2 separate regions of the Mus musculus genome follow, and region 2 is linked to region 1. A link is a contact called in public HiChIP or PLAC-seq data. All regions are on one chromosome and are shown on one strand. Each heading gives the region's core, a stretch centred on a gene start, on an enhancer-like site or on the middle of the called end of the contact. The rest is flanking DNA. Distances are from core to core; before and after follow the strand shown.

The links. HiChIP or PLAC-seq counts read pairs in DNA pulled down with a chosen protein or histone mark.
Region 2: a contact with region 1 is called in an H3K4me3 HiChIP or PLAC-seq map of bone marrow-derived macrophages, with 3 times the contacts expected there. The contact joins the enhancer-like site here to the promoter of Manbal in region 1. A contact is called at or near these places in 7 of 39 promoter capture datasets (3T3-L1-derived adipocytes, the HPC-7 cell line, cranial neural crest and 4 more), 2 of 15 datasets of contacts at CTCF or cohesin (the NIH/3T3 cell line and pro-B cells), 21 of 484 Hi-C or Micro-C datasets (the G1E-ER4 cell line, the HPC-7 cell line, common lymphoid progenitors and 12 more), 26 of 115 datasets of contacts at active chromatin or transcription factors (CD8 T cells, the HPC-7 cell line, T-cell acute lymphoblastic leukemia and 19 more) and 2 of 9 other capture datasets (adipose tissue and pancreatic islet).

Annotation. Positions count from the first base shown.
Region 1 is chr2:157,366,309-157,370,890 of GRCm38.p6, forward strand. Manbal (mannosidase, beta A, lysosomal-like) reads left to right here and starts at 1,286. Exons shown (of 3, transcript NM_026968.3): 1 at 1,286-1,332.
Region 2 is chr2:157,400,290-157,404,698 of GRCm38.p6, forward strand. No RefSeq gene overlaps it. Among named protein-coding and RNA genes, the nearest start is that of Src, 22 kb to the right of the region's middle. Within about 2 kb of position 2,757, at least 2 of the 459 cell types and tissues checked have an H3K27ac peak or open chromatin away from gene starts, as enhancers often do. A contact at or near this core is called in bone marrow-derived macrophages, where this site is marked.

The DNA.
Region 1 (4,582 bases), core at 36-2,535:
CTCTCCAGTCCCTAGTTACTCGTTTGTTGCTGTTAGGCTCCGATAGAAGAAACTTTGCAAGTTTGTTTTGGCTTGGGTTGTCGATGACCGTCTATGTCTACCATTGGGAGGACCTCACAGCAGCAGGAGTTTGGAGCAGCACGCTTGAGGATTCTGCCTCAGAAGTAGAAAAGAAAAAGGAAAAAACAAAAACAAAAAACCAAACAACCCAAAATCCATCTACACAATTGATTTTGAGGCTGGGCATGGCTCAGTGAGTGAGAGTGCTTATTGACTAAACATGAAGGTCTCAAAGACCCAAAGTAAAAAGCCAGGCATGGTCACTCATACATCTTTAACGCCAGTCCAAGGCAGAGGAGAGGAGAGGATGGATACGGGATCCCTGCGGCTTTCCCTATCTCAAGGGAATAAGGTGGACTATAATAGAGCAAGACACGTGATATACTCTGGCCTCAGCAGCCATAGGTACATGCATGTGAGTGCATATGCCACACCCGTACCCACACCAATACCCACCCGTGGCACACATAATTAAAGGATTTAGGGGTCAGGGCCACATCAGCTGACCTAGAGATAGTTTATCTGGCTGCCAAGCTGAGTTCGTTGGCTGGAGGCTTGATAACTGCCCACGTGAATCTCACTCTGCGGGACTTCCCAGGAATGATCAAGAGCGAGGAAAGAGGAAGTCACAATGTTTTTCTGTCTTAATCTCGGAACTCAAGCTCAGTATTTCCCCAAAATTCTATGGGTCACATTGGTCAGCGTGGGAGACTGTGAAGGCTTGACTATCAGGCACCAATCACATCACTGCCCATTAAACTCCATTCCTAACTGGTCTGCCGCACTTATTTCAATGCTGATTTTTGCCTTCCAAACATTTATCGCATTAAGGATTCCCTATCTATTATGTGACTTACTGACTATAAACTCCATGGAAGCAGAGATGTTCACTGGTCTCTTTTTAATTTATTATGGTGATTTGTTTTTGTCTGAATTATAGCATGGTAATGTTTGTCCTACCCCTTATATTGTAGATTTCTGGCTCAGACTTAGAACTGAGTTCTAAACTGGGGGGAGACCGGCTGTAATCAGGAGAATTGCCCCCAGTTCGAGGCCAGTCAGAGCTACACTGTTGAGACCCTGTCTCAAATCAAATAAAAAATTCATTAAAGCTTCAACCTTCGGTGTCTAATTAGGGGAGAGCAGGAGGAAGACGGCGAGGAAGCGGTGGACCTGGTAAAACCCGCTGAGCGGAATCTGCTGCTGCTCCCAGCACATCGCTTCCGGGTCACGAGGGATCACTTCCGGTGCGGCGGCGCGGCGTTCCGGGAGGTAAGTATTGAGGCTCGGATAACCCGGCCGAGGCTTCCCGGCGGGCGGGATCGGGGCGGCGTTGCGGGTTACAGCGGCTTCCGGGGTTGCGGAGGGCAGTTATCTGTAAAGGCAGTCTGCGTTCCGAGGAGACTGGGGCCCTCGCGAGGGTTGTGCAGGGCCAGGGCCCAGCCTGCCCTGCGCCGGGACCAGCCGGGGCTTGGCTTGTCGGGTGTGCCCTGGATGGCTGTGTTACCTCGGGCATCTCGATCTTCCTCTCCCGGTCACTTTCCTTCCCCGCAGAAGGCTCCCTTGGGCCTGTGCGGAGGATGCGAAGGCCGGGAGCGTATCAGTGCTTAGTTGCAGTGTGTGCTTGAGAGAAAACTGCCAGAGAAAGGGATGGGGAATGCGATAGCCTCCCCGGTGTCTGCGGTTCCAGTGACCTGACACCTGGAAATAGAAAGTGGAAGACTCCAGAAACAAACCGCGCATGGCTTTGAATTTGTGTGTTTTGAGTAGCTCAGTAGTGGAGACTCACCCAGCGTGCTTGAGTCCCATGTTCAGACCCCAGAACTGTTCTTCCCGGCCCTAAGATAGTAGCACGATGAAGTTTTACCTCTTCCTGCTTTACACGTAGGTCATCGTCTTGCTTGGCGTATCCCTCTGTATACGCTACCCCCTCATTAGTCACGTAGGACAGCTGCCTGTGTAACCCTCATATCAGCACAAGAGTAGTAATGATAGCCTTTGGGGTTTGCTGAAAAAGGTGCTATTTTAAACAGCCTTTTTTTTTTTTTTAAAGGAAGATTCTTAGGCTAAAGTTGCTAAGCTATTTGGTGAGAACAAAATTTTTGTTGTTTTTCCAAGACAGGGTTTCTCTGTGCAGCCCTGGCCATCCTGGAGGAGCTCTGTGGGTTGGAGGCTAGCCTGGTCTACAGAATAAGTTCCAAGTCAACCAAAGCTACACAGAGAAACCCTGTCTCGAAAAAAAAAAAATCAAAATTAAAAATCAGAGCTGGTGATATGGCTGAGTTGGAAGAGGGCTTACCCAGCGTGTAAAAGCCTTGGTTTTTATCCCTTGCATCCTAAGTCTGGGGGTGGGGCAGAGCATGCCTATACTGTTCTGGGCTGCATAGCAAATTTGAGGGCTCCATGGGAACTTTGCTGAAACATCAATAAGTGGTAGTTTTGTTTTTGAACCTCACATTGCCAAGGTTACAGCCATAGTGTGTAGTAAATGTTTACTTAGTTAGGATAGAGATGGCATCGAATTTGTGAGTAGAAACGGACAAAGACTGCCTTACGCTATGTGAAGGCTTCAGCCAGGCCTCCCCTGAAACAAGAGCACAAAGCCACTTCCTGGGAATAAGGGATGGTCACACAGGTTAGGGATGGATTCGTTCTGAAACCAAAATCTCCATAGCGGACGTCACTGCCAGTGTGGAGGTCTCTGCTATAGTCCCAGCAGAAGAACACATGAAGGCAGTTTTGAAGTGCCAGCAAGTGGGGAATTGGAAGGCATGTGATGATGCAGCGCCAGCAGTGTGGACGTCATCAAATGTTGCCAGTGTGTTTCAAATTCTATGTGCCCCAAAGGACACCATTATTAACTATGATACTGGGATGGAACAGAGCATTAAAGCCACCCATGTGATCCCTTAAGGACCATATTCCCTGCAATCATTATTGATAGAATTAATAACTTCAGATTAATATGCCATTAAAATATTTCTTTATTTTTAGACAGGGTTTCAGTTTTGGCTGGCCTGGAATTCAGCATACAGACCAGACTGGTTTAGAACTCAAAGAGATCTGTCTGTCTCCCTAGTGTTGGGATAGAAACTGTATTCTGTCCCAAGCAACTGCAGCGTCTTCTTGAAAGGTTTTATTAACTGAAGTTTTTAGGGTAAAAGACTTGGCTCTGACAGTGCCAACGAGCTAGATTTGGCTACTGATTGCTAATATTTTAGTTAATGAGATAACTAGCAGTGAAGATCAGAAAAGAGATGTATTCGGTGTGCCCGCATTGGAAAAAGGAACAAATAATAGGATCCTCTGGCTTCCAAGTCCCTCCCCAAGATTCTGTCATGGAGTTTAGGCTTGAATAGAGGTGGAGGTATGCATAGCTAAGCAGGTCTGGCAGGATGAGGTCCTGCCTGTCATTGATCCACACTGGTCCTCCTTCCAGTCTGCCCAGCAAGGTGGTCTGATACTTTGTAAAAACTGTATGAAATCTTTCTACACTTGCATAGAAAGTGACTTGCATAAGGGCTTCATCCTTTCTCTTTCCCCAGGAGTCTTTGATTCTAGCACTAGGGAAGCAGAGGCAGAGGGAACTCTGGGAGTCCAAGGCCTTAGAGGTCTACATGTCTTGTTTCATAGTGAGACTCTGTCACAAACAAACAGAATATCTCCTTTTCTAGTGTTGGTGGGTGGGTACAGGAACTTTTTTTTGTTTTTTTGTTTGTTTGTTTGTTTGTTTTGTTTTTTTGGTTTTTCGAGACAGGGTTTCTCTGTGTAGCCCTGGCTGTCCTGGGACTCACTCTGTAGACCAGGCTGGGCTCAAACTCAGAAATTTTCCTGCCTCTGCCTCCCAAGTGCTGGGATTAAAGGCGTGCACTACCACGTCCGGCTCAGGAACTTTTTTTTTTAAGTCCTTAGCTGTTACAGATTCCCCAAACCACTATTCCCCTCTGCCCCTGACACCCAGCCGCCCCCAACATAACTGTGGCTTGAATGCCCCTCACACACACCCCTGTCATGTATTGTCAGAAGGTCCAAGGCAGCCTATTGATGCATCACAAATTCCACACGTCAGTTCATCAGGCAGGCACTATGGCTTCCACTCAGCACAACCGGATGAGTTTGATTCCAGGGACCTAGACTGTATCCTTTATCACAGGTATGTGTGGAGAGAGGAAATCGATATATTAGGGTTCAGTACTGGGCATAGCATCTGGCATCCACTGGGTAAGGCAGAACAACTCTGTGGCATCTCATAGGGTTTTTTGGTTTGTTTTGTTTTAATATTTATGTATGTGAGTACACTGTAGCTGTCTTCAGACACACCTGAAGAGGGCATTGGATCATGGTACAGATGATTGTGAGCCACCATGTGGGTACTGGGAATGAGCTCAGGACCTCTAATAGAGCAGTCCGTGCTCTTAACTGCTAAGCTATCTTGCCAGCCCCTGCATCTCACACTTTAAGTGACAGTAAATGGACCAGTAGTCATATTTTGCAAGATGTCTGCACAGCAATTTCAGTCCAC
Region 2 (4,409 bases), core at 1,507-4,006, 35 kb after region 1:
TCAGGAGCAGGAGGCAGGCAGATCTCTATGAATTTGAGAACGGCCTGGTCTACATACACCACGGCAGCTCCAGGCCAGCCAAGGCTACATAGTGAGAGAGACCCTGTCTCAAACAAACACCTGTTGCCAAGGCTAATGTCAAGGGACTTTTCTCCTTCTTCTCCTCCTTCTTTCTTCTTTCTCTTTCCCTTTCTCAAGCTTTATGTTTTAGACTGTAATCTCTCTTAATGGGCTAGAGAGATGGCTCAGGGACCTGAGTCCAGTTCCCAACATCCAGTCAGACAATCGTCAGCTCCAGCTGCAGGGGGTCTTGGCCACCCAGTTCTGGCCTCTGATGGCACCCGGACTCAGGTGCACGTGCCCACACAAAGACACTCACGCAAACATATAACTAGACTGTATTTCATGATGGAATTTGCATAGGCTGTAAGTGGGGGAGGTCCCCTTTCACTTCTTTCAGTGTTTCTGTCTCCACACTGTGGGTGGAAGGGGGACTCATTTCACATCTGTTGAGACAAACCCATGTTCATAAGCACGATCCTCTCTCTCTTTCTCTCTCTCTCTCTCTCTCTCTCTCTGGTTTTTCGAGACAGGGTTTCTCTGTGTAGCCCTGGCTGTCCTGGAATTCAATCTATAGACCAGGCTGGCCTCGAACTCAGAAATCTGCCTGCTTCTGACTCCCAAGTGCTGGGATTAAAGGCGTGCACCACCACGCCTGGCAGCATGATCCTTTCTTGATGTTACCAGCTACAGCGCTAGGCAGAAGCCAAACTGAGAGATCACATCTCTCATCAACCCTGTCTTATTTGGATAAAGGCCAAATTTCTCTCCAGAACCCACAAGGGCTGCAAGAGCTATTCCTTCCAATCTTGGATTTTCAGGCTTAAACTGTGATCTAAATAAATTTCTTTTTAAAGTAGCCTGTCTAGGGTATTTTGTTACAGTACTAGAGAACATATCAATATAAAAAGTATCTTTTTGGGAGCAAGGGTTGCTAGCATTTGAACTCAGAGCTTTGTACATGGTAAGCTCATGGTCTGCTAGCAAAAAGCTGTATCCCATTGAGCCAAACATCTTAAAAAAAACCTTGGAGTTACCCTTGACTCCCCTCTCTTGTTTGATCTTTAAGTATCTCCCTGCAGCTCAAAATCTAGAATGATCCCCCATCTCACCACTTCCTGCCACTGTTGAAGTCTGGCCTACAGTTATCTCAGCCTGAATATTGAACAACCTCCTCACAGGTAGTCTGTTCTCAACATAGCAGCTGGCAACAACCTGTTAAAAATTGTAAGATTGGGCCGGGCAGGGGTGCCACATACCTTTAATCCCAGCACTTGGGAGGCAGAGGCAGGCAGATTTCTTAGTGCGAGGCCAGCCTGGTCTACAGCGTGAGTTCCAGGACAGCCTATACAGAGAAACCCTATCTAAAAGAAAGAAAGAGAGAAAGAGAGAGACAGCCTATACAGAGAAACCCTACCTAAAAGAAAAAGAGAGGGCTGGTGAGATGGCTCAGTGGGTTAGAGCACCCGACTGCTCTTCCGAAGGTCCAGAGTTCAAATCCCAGCAACCACATGGTGGCTCACAACCATCCGTAACAAGATCTGACTCCCTCTTCTGGAGTGTCTGAAGACAGCTACAGTGTACTTACATATAATAAATAATAAATAAATCTTTAAAAAAAAAAAAAGAAAAAGAGAGAGAGAGAAAGAGAGAGAGAGAGAGAGAGAGAGAGAGAGAGAGATTGGGCCAGCATGAGGGCTCTGCAGGTAAAGGTGCTTGGTTCCAAGGCTTACCTGAGTTTGATCCCTGGGGAAACACATGGTGGAAAGGGAGAACCAACTCCAGCAAGCTGTCCTCTGACTTCTACTGTGTGTGTGCCTGTCTCCTCTTCATTCAAATTAGATAGATAGGTAGATAGGTAGGTAGGTAGGTAGATAGATAGATAGATAGATAGATAGATAGATAGATAGATAGATGGATGGATGGATGGATGGATGGATGGATGGATGGATAGATAGATGGATGGATAGATTGATAAGATAGGTGATAGGTAGATGATGGATAGATGATAGATAGATGATAGGTAGGCAGATAGAGATAGATGAAAGGTAGGTAGGCTGATAGAGATAGATGATAGACAGACAGAAAAATAGATAGATGATAGATAGATATCTAGGCAGATAGATATAGATAGCTGATAGTTGATAGGTAGATGATAGATGATGGGTAGATGGATGGATGGATAGATAGATAGGCAAATAGATATAGATAGGTGATAGATGATAGGAAGGCAGATAGAGATAGATAGATGATAGATAATTGATAGATAATATGTATACAGATGGATGGATGGATAGATAGATAGATAGATGTGAGATTTTTTTTTTAACTTTTGCGATCATGTCTCTTACCTACTTCCATGGCAGGTAATGGCCAAAGTTCTCACTGGAACTCACAGAAGCTTTGAGGGACATTTTACGTCCTTTGACCTCTCCTCAACTCTACCCCATTTTTACTGGCTTCCATCTTCCAAGTTGCCAGGCAACCCCACCTAAGGCCTCTTCTGCCTCGTGTTCCCACTTCACTTAGATAAGATGCCCCCAAAACATCTGTGTTCTAATTCCCAAAGCCTAGGCCCAGTTGAATCACAAGAATCCTTACAAAAAAAAAAGAAGGAGAAAGGAAAATTGATGTCAGAGAGGATGTGACCCAGAAGCAGAAGTTGGAGCTATGAGCAAGGAACGTGGGCTGACTGAGGAGGTCATAAGATGAGGTATAGAATTCCCAGCACCCCACAGAGGAAGTTTCTTCCTGATAAAGCAAACATCTTGATTTTTCATCCACAGAGACCCACTTTGGACCCTTAGTCTCAAAGATTACAGGCGTGGTAATTCAGGCCCGATCCTTAATACCAGCACCTGGTATGCGCAAACGTGAGAATCAGAAACTAACGTCACCCGTGACTACATTGTGAATTCAAGGCCAGTCTGGGCTTCATGAAACCTTGACTCAAAGCAACAACAAACCACTTGGGCCAGGGAGGCCGGAGTTCAGATCCCCAGCATCAGGTAAGAGAAAAAAAGAGGCATGGCAGTGCTTGTAGCCCTGGTATCCAGGGTAGATGAGAGAGTGGATGGAAGACAAGATGGTGGGGCTCATAGGCCCCTAATATAGCAGAAACAGTGAGATCCAGGCTCAGTGAGAGACCCTGTCTCAAAAACTAAACAGGAGAAAAAGAAGACAATCAACACTAATCCATGACTTTCTGTTTCAAGCAAGAAGGTAGGTGTGAGTAGTTGTTATAACAAAAGTTATGTTTTGTTATGCTGAGGGTCGTCACACAACGTCCACACTCTGAATTCCTAACTCAGTCCTGGGCCTGTCTCCCCAAGGCTGCTCTCCTGTGTGGTATATCTTAGCTGAAGGTCAGGTCCAGTCTCTAACAGAAGTCTCTGACTCCAGGGTCAGGATCCTGAGGGAGACGCTCCAGCTGCAGAGCAGATCAAGGTGGTGTCTCTCCAGATGTGCAGAGCAGAGCATTGCTCTTAGTCTCTGCTTCTATACTGTCCAGTGGGCATCATGGGGTCTCTAGGGTTCTGCCTGTTTACCTTGAGTGAGTGACGTCACTGGGTTCTGGTTATCAGGTGCAGCCTTGGGTGCAGTAGGGGTCTTGACTCAGTTATCTTTACATGTCTAAAAAGCATATTTTACTATGCTCATTACATGCAGATTTATTTTTTATTATTTTGAGTTATGTTTTTATGTCTCTGTGTGGATGTGTTCACATGAGTGCATGTGCCAACAGAGGCCAGAGGTATCTAGATCCCTCTGGAGTTGGAGTTACAACTATGAGCCACCTGATGTGGGTGCTGCAAATTGAACTTGGGTCCTCTGGAAGAGCAGTATATACTTAACCACTAGGCCATTTCTCCAGCCCTAATCTGTGACGCTCACACACACATGTACAGGCAGGTGCACCTCCAGCCCGCCAAGTTCTAGCTCATTCAGTAAAGTGTAAGGAAAGGACCTGAATTTGATCCCTAACACCCAGATAAGCAGAGTGGATGCGGTGTTTTTCAGTCTCCATGTACACACACACACACACACACACACACACACACACACACACACACAAATGTGCATGCACACACGCACCTATACACCTATGCACACATAAATATGCATGTTAGGCCTGCACATGCACACGAGTTCTAAATAAGTGTGAGAAAAGAGTTCACTGCTAGTCATCATGGAAATACACATTAAAACCACAATGTCCATTAGCCTCCGGACTGAAGAGAGTCAAAAAGACTGAACACGCCATATGGAGAGGCTGGTGTGTCCGGCAGGAGGATGAGGAGAACAGTAACCTTGGAAAAGCACAGGGGAGTTCCAGGCTGCTACACAGG